Regions from separate parts of the Sus scrofa genome. Here region 2 is linked to region 1. The links are chromatin contacts, called in public promoter capture Hi-C maps. All regions are on one chromosome and are shown on one strand. The core of a region is the stretch at or near the end of the contact, and the rest is flanking DNA. Distances in the headings are between cores, read along the strand shown.

Region 1 (2,700 bases), core at 149-2,648:
GACGACAGTCCCGAGGCCAGAGAGCTGCCAGTGAGAAGAACAGGAGTCAGTGGAAGGGGGACCCAAGAGGTCTTGTGTAATAATAATAATAACAAGAGTTCCCACTGTGGATCCTCTGACTAGTGTCCATGAGAATCCGGGTTCGATCCCTGGCCTCACTCAGTGGGTTAAGGTTCCGGTGTTGCCATGAGCTGAGGTGTAGGTCGCAGAGAAGGCTCAGATCCCCCGTTGCTGTGGCTGTGGCTGTGGCCAGCAGCTGCAGCTCCAATTTGACTCCTAGCCTGGGAACTTCCATGTGCCACAAGTGTGGCTCTAAAAACACAAATAATAATAAGGATCCACTAACTGGGTGGTTCTCCAACACAGACGATATTCTCCCCCAATAGCAGAGTAGAATGCTATTGGTATGGAGTGTCTAGAGGCCAGAAACACTGCTTAACACTGTACAGGACAGATACTACAACAAAGAATTATGGGCTCCAAATATCAATAGCACTGCTGTTGAGAAATGAACTGAATGTTTACTCTGCTTACTAAACACTTTGTACAACCATCCGACTCAGTTGTCAATACAACACCAATAATAAGAGCACAGCTCTGTGACCTGAGGCAAGGATCTTAACCTCACTGAGCCTGGGTTTTTCTAAAATGCAGAAGAAAACAGCATTCAGCTCCTGGGCTGGGAGGGCAAAGAGTCACTAACTATAGCACTCAGCACAGGCTCTGGCAGAGACAGCTCTCAATGAGGGTTCCCTTTATTGTTTGTATTTGGGGTAAGTGGGTCTTGACCAGGCTAAGGAAGCCCTGGCCACAAGTGTCACTGCTGCCACTGCTGGAGAGAAATGAAAATATGGGAAAGGTACTGCATGAAATCATCAACGAGCGCTAATACTTACTGAGCACCTGTAATATGCCAGCACTGTACTAGTGTTTTACCTACTCTGGGATTTAATCCTTATAACAGCCCTATGAGAATAACAGTAATACACTGGCCATTTTAGACATGGGGCAGCTGAGGCTGACAGGGGCTGAGCGTCTGCCAAAGGTCACATATTCAGAGTCTGGGTTCAATTCCAGGCCTGGCTTCTAAAGAAGGGCGCACCTTCAAGCTCCGCGGAGGGTCAACGAGGGAAAGGGGATGTGGATGCAGCGGTGGGAATTGGGATAGCGGTCAGAGAAGGGGTGAGGTTACGCAGGCGCGAGGAGCAGCCTAACTGGGGCAAAGGCCGCGCGCAACCAGAGGAGAATCACCCGCAGGCCGCAGGGGAGAACAGATCGCCGGGACGCAAGCCCGACGGCGGACAGGGTCGCGGTCCCTCCCCACTGTGTGGAGGCGGATTGCACTCACCTCCGCGGACAGGGCCGCAGGCTCGGGCGAGCAGCGCGGCAGCCATGAAGGACTGAGACCGGAGTCAGGTGACAATACTGCACTGCTACCCGGAGACCTCTCAACAGTGAGCAAGGTTCCGGGTCGCGGGGGGCGGGGCCGGCGCGAGCCAAAGGCCACGCCCCTCAGGCATCGGGGGCGGGTCCTCCCGAGTCCCGCCTCCCTCCCAGGAGCTAAAATTTAACTGTCCCGCTTTCGGAGTGCACTCAGGATTTTTAAACTCTTCGAGGGTGGGCTGATCTCTCCTAAAATCCAGTTTAGCTGAGTGAGATGCCCTCTGGGGCCTATGCCCTCTACTTCCCCGACTCCGCGCCCACCACGCACTTGCTATCCTTGCTCCAACCTCACGCAGTAAAAATGTCTGTAAAGCCCCAGGCTAGCATTATGGTTCGGCTATGTAGGCGTTCATAGTTAGTGTTTGCGAGGCAGAATATCATAGAGGATGTTAAGCCGTGGCCAGTTATTAGAGCTGTTGCTCCTATAAAGCTTCATGGGGTTTGGATTAGGATTGCTGCAATTACAAGTGCTATATGACTTAACTGATGAGAAAGCGACTAGGGATTTCAAGTCGGTTTGGTGTAAGCAGGTTGAGCTGGTTATGATTATGCCTCAAAGGGAGAGTATTAAAAATGGTAGGCTGGAGTTCCCATCGTGGCACAGTGATTAACGAATCCGACTAGGAACCATGAGGTTGCAGGTTCGATCCCTGGTCTTGCTCAGTGGGTTAAGGATCTGGGATTGCCATGAGCTGTGGTATAGGTTGCAGACGCAGCTCAGATCCTGTGTTGCTGTGGCTCTGGCATAGGCTGGCGGCTACAGCTCCGATTAGACCCCTAGCCTGGGACCTCCATATGCCGCAGGAGTGGCCCAAGAAATGGCAAAAAGACAATAAAAAAAAAAAAAAAAAGGTAGGCTATAAAGTTTGTTAGTGGGTTAAGAATGGTGGTTACCTGCAGTATGTAGTAGCCTCCCAGTTTTAGCAGGACAGCTGCAGGTACTATTGAGCCTACTCATGGGGCAGCTCCAGCACCTCTGTCAGGTTCCTGCCTCTGGCCTTTTGCAGTCATCCTTCCCTCAGCTAGAGCGCTCCTTCCCTTCATCACTCACTGAGACCTCCCCTGACTTCGGGATGCCAGTGTTTCCTCCCACACACTCTCCATCCCATTATTGTATTTATTCCTGGTAGGTAGCACCCGAAATCTTATCAAATCCCCGCCTATTCTTGTGCCAAGAGGTTGCAAGGGAGTTGGGTTGCTGGGAGGAAGATTTCTTTCCCTCAAAGGGCATGAAGGTAGGGTGGCACTGCTGCTTCC
Region 2 (2,700 bases), core at 198-2,697, 450 kb before region 1:
GGAACTAATGCCCACAGCAAGCCCTGGTCACCCACTAGGGAGTAAAAGGAGTGACCACCTTGGTGCCACATCCCTTCAGTCCAAGCCAGTGTCAAGGTCCCATGAGTTTGCGGGCTTCAGCTGGACTCTGCCCTGGGGACTGGTCTCTTCCTGGGAGGCCACCAAGTGAACCAGCAGGGCGGGGCACTGGGCAAGCCCACATGGAAGACAAGAAAGCTGAGCTCAGGTTGCACCCTTTACTCAGGACCAGAAAGGCAAAGGGCAGGGGTAGATGGTACTGTCTTCTATTTCCCATTTTCCGTCCTGGGCATGGGCTGGGCTGAGGGACAGGAGAAAGGAGGGTCTGCAACCAACTTAGTGCCGCCTCCAGGGCTCCTATGACCTCCCAGGGCAGGACACATGGGGGAGGGGTCTTTTTCTTTTAGAGTCCATGCCAGGCATCCAGTGTCTGATGTCACCACACAGAGCAGCCCCCCCTGGTTCAGACCCCCTATTCCAAGCAGAGGGAAAACTTTAGGTGATTCTCCCCAGGAAAGGGCTCCAGAGTTTTGCAAATCCATCTTCAAAAGCCCTCTCCTCATCTTGACAGGCTTCCTGCCCTTGGAGTGGGGGTAGGGGTGGGTGTCTCTGATCTGGAATGAGGGAATTCTGAGGAAAGAAGGGTTCTCAAGGAAGGTTCCATGAGGAAGAGGCTGGGAGACACAAAAAAGTGGGGTTTATTAAGTGAGGGGATTCGTTTTAAGGGGAGCTATTTGAGAGAAGAAGGGGATGATGGGGTGATGAATGAAGGACTTGGGGGGAAGGGGGGAGATGGAGAATTGGGGATTTAGAAGAGTAAGGGGTGTTTGTGGGGAGATGGACGATTGGGGTGCACAGGGACTGAAAAACTGCCGCGGTCTGAAGGATATGTTGGAATGTGAGATGTCTGGGGAGACAGAGGGTTTGGAGATGTCTGAGAAAAAATGAAGGATGTGATACGTTCCGGGGAGAGAGCATTTGGAAGCGGTCTGGAACAGGGGAGATCTGGGGTGCCTGAAGGAAAAAGGGATCTCGGACGCCTGGGGAAGTAGGAGTTGGGGTGTCCAGGAAAGGGATGGTTTGGCAATGCTCGGGAGGATGCAGGCGCCTGGGAGCGCTCTGGGACAGGACTGCCGGCCAGCTCCCCCTTTCACCCTCGCTCACCAAAGAAGGGAGGCAGGTGAGACACCGCCTCGAGGAAGGGCCCGGTCTCGATCTGCTTGTCAGCGGGCAGAGGCTTCAGCAGGTGTTCCGCCAGCAGCGCCATTTCGGGGTCGAGGCCCGCGGTGATGCCCCAGCCGGCGCCGCGGGCGTCCACGCCGCCCCCCGGGCCGCCGCCGTCAGCGCCGGGGCCGTCACTGCCGCCAGCCGCAGGCCCAGGGGACGCCAGCGTCGCCACTTCCGCCCGCGCCGCGCCCCGCGTAGCCGAGCGCTCAGCGCCTCCCGCAGGCCGAGCGCCTTAGCTGTCCGGCGCGCCACACCAACCCCTCTGGCCCAATCAGAGCCCGCCTCCGCGGACCTCTGCGCCGCCATTGGTTGGGGGGCGGGGCCAGCTCTCCTGGCGCGGAAGCGCGCGGACTCTTGGGTCCAGGTACGCCCAGGTGAGCCGCTCCTTGGTGGCCTGTTCCCAGCTGTGTTTCCTGCCGTCCCCAGACGGGCTGGCTCAGGCCAGGTCCTCGCCTGATGAGGACGTGGACCTGCCCAGGTCATATCTCATCCACCCGCCCAGGTTACAGTCCAGTCAGCCTAGTGTCCCTCAGGACATCTGTTTCCCCTCAAACAGAACCTATTCTCCAACAGCCCCAAGTGACTTTTTGGACACTGTTCTGTTTACAGTTTTCTATTTAGCTACAACCAGTGAGGACGCTTGATTCTTCTTCAGAGATCTTATACCTATTGGACACTGCTCAAGTCACAATTTAACTCAGCCCATGCCTAACTAGGACTCCTGTTTCCTGAAATCTGGGAACCAGTGTTACTTCAACAGTCTGATATTACCCATTAGCCTCAGGCCAGTTTACAGTCCAACTCAATCGCCACCTAACCTGCTCTTGTTTCCCCAAACCAGACCTCACCCCAATAGCCCATAGTACATGCTTGTCCACTTCTGCTACAACCCACCTAGGGGCTTGTGTCCTAAAAGCCAATGCCTACCTGTTCCAAATATCTAGCATGCAGTTGTTGAGAGCTTCTAAGTCATTCCAGAATAAATAGTTCATCATGCCCTAACTATATGCCATGCACTGTACTAGGCATTGAGGATAAAGTGATGAACAGTACAGAGAAATCCCTCTTCCTATGGGGTTGACATTCTAGTCAAGGAGACAACACAGCACAATACAATACTATACAACATGATACAGTACTAAGAAATATAAATAAATAAGACAATATTGGATACTGATAAGTATAAATGAAGAAAATAAAACAGGATAGAGTGACGGGATGACAGAGGGCATGGCTGGGATAGGATGTAGGGAGTTAGGGGCAATAAGTATCTATGAAGTGGTGACATTTGATCCAAGACCAGAAGGAGAAGTAGGAAATAGCCAAAGTGGCTGGCACATGTGCAAGCAACCGGGGGAACCAGGAAGAGGATGGGAGTGGAGTGGAGTGAGTGGAAGAGGCAGAGTAGTGGAGGGATAGGAAATGAGCTCAGAGAGGTGGCAAGGGTTTGTTGGG

Evidence for each region. Promoter capture Hi-C pulls out the DNA fragments that hold promoters and counts their contacts.
Region 2: a contact with region 1 is called in a promoter capture Hi-C map of fetal liver, with 4 times the contacts expected there. The contact joins the promoter of GLTP here to the promoter of ACADS in region 1. A contact is called at or near these places in 2 of 5 promoter capture datasets (fetal liver and liver) and 1 of 2 datasets of contacts at active chromatin or transcription factors (alveolar macrophages).

The regions. Positions count from the first base shown.
Region 1 is chr14:40,641,613-40,644,312 of Sscrofa11.1, reverse strand. It overlaps ACADS (acyl-CoA dehydrogenase, C-2 to C-3 short chain), which reads right to left and starts at 1,398. Exons shown (of 10, transcript NM_213898.1): 1 at 1,349-1,398; 2 at 1-24. The coding sequence starts at 1,394.
Region 2 is chr14:41,090,380-41,093,079 of Sscrofa11.1, reverse strand. GLTP (glycolipid transfer protein) reads right to left here and starts at 1,447. Exons shown (of 5, transcript XM_021072515.1): 1 at 1,183-1,447. The coding sequence starts at 1,285.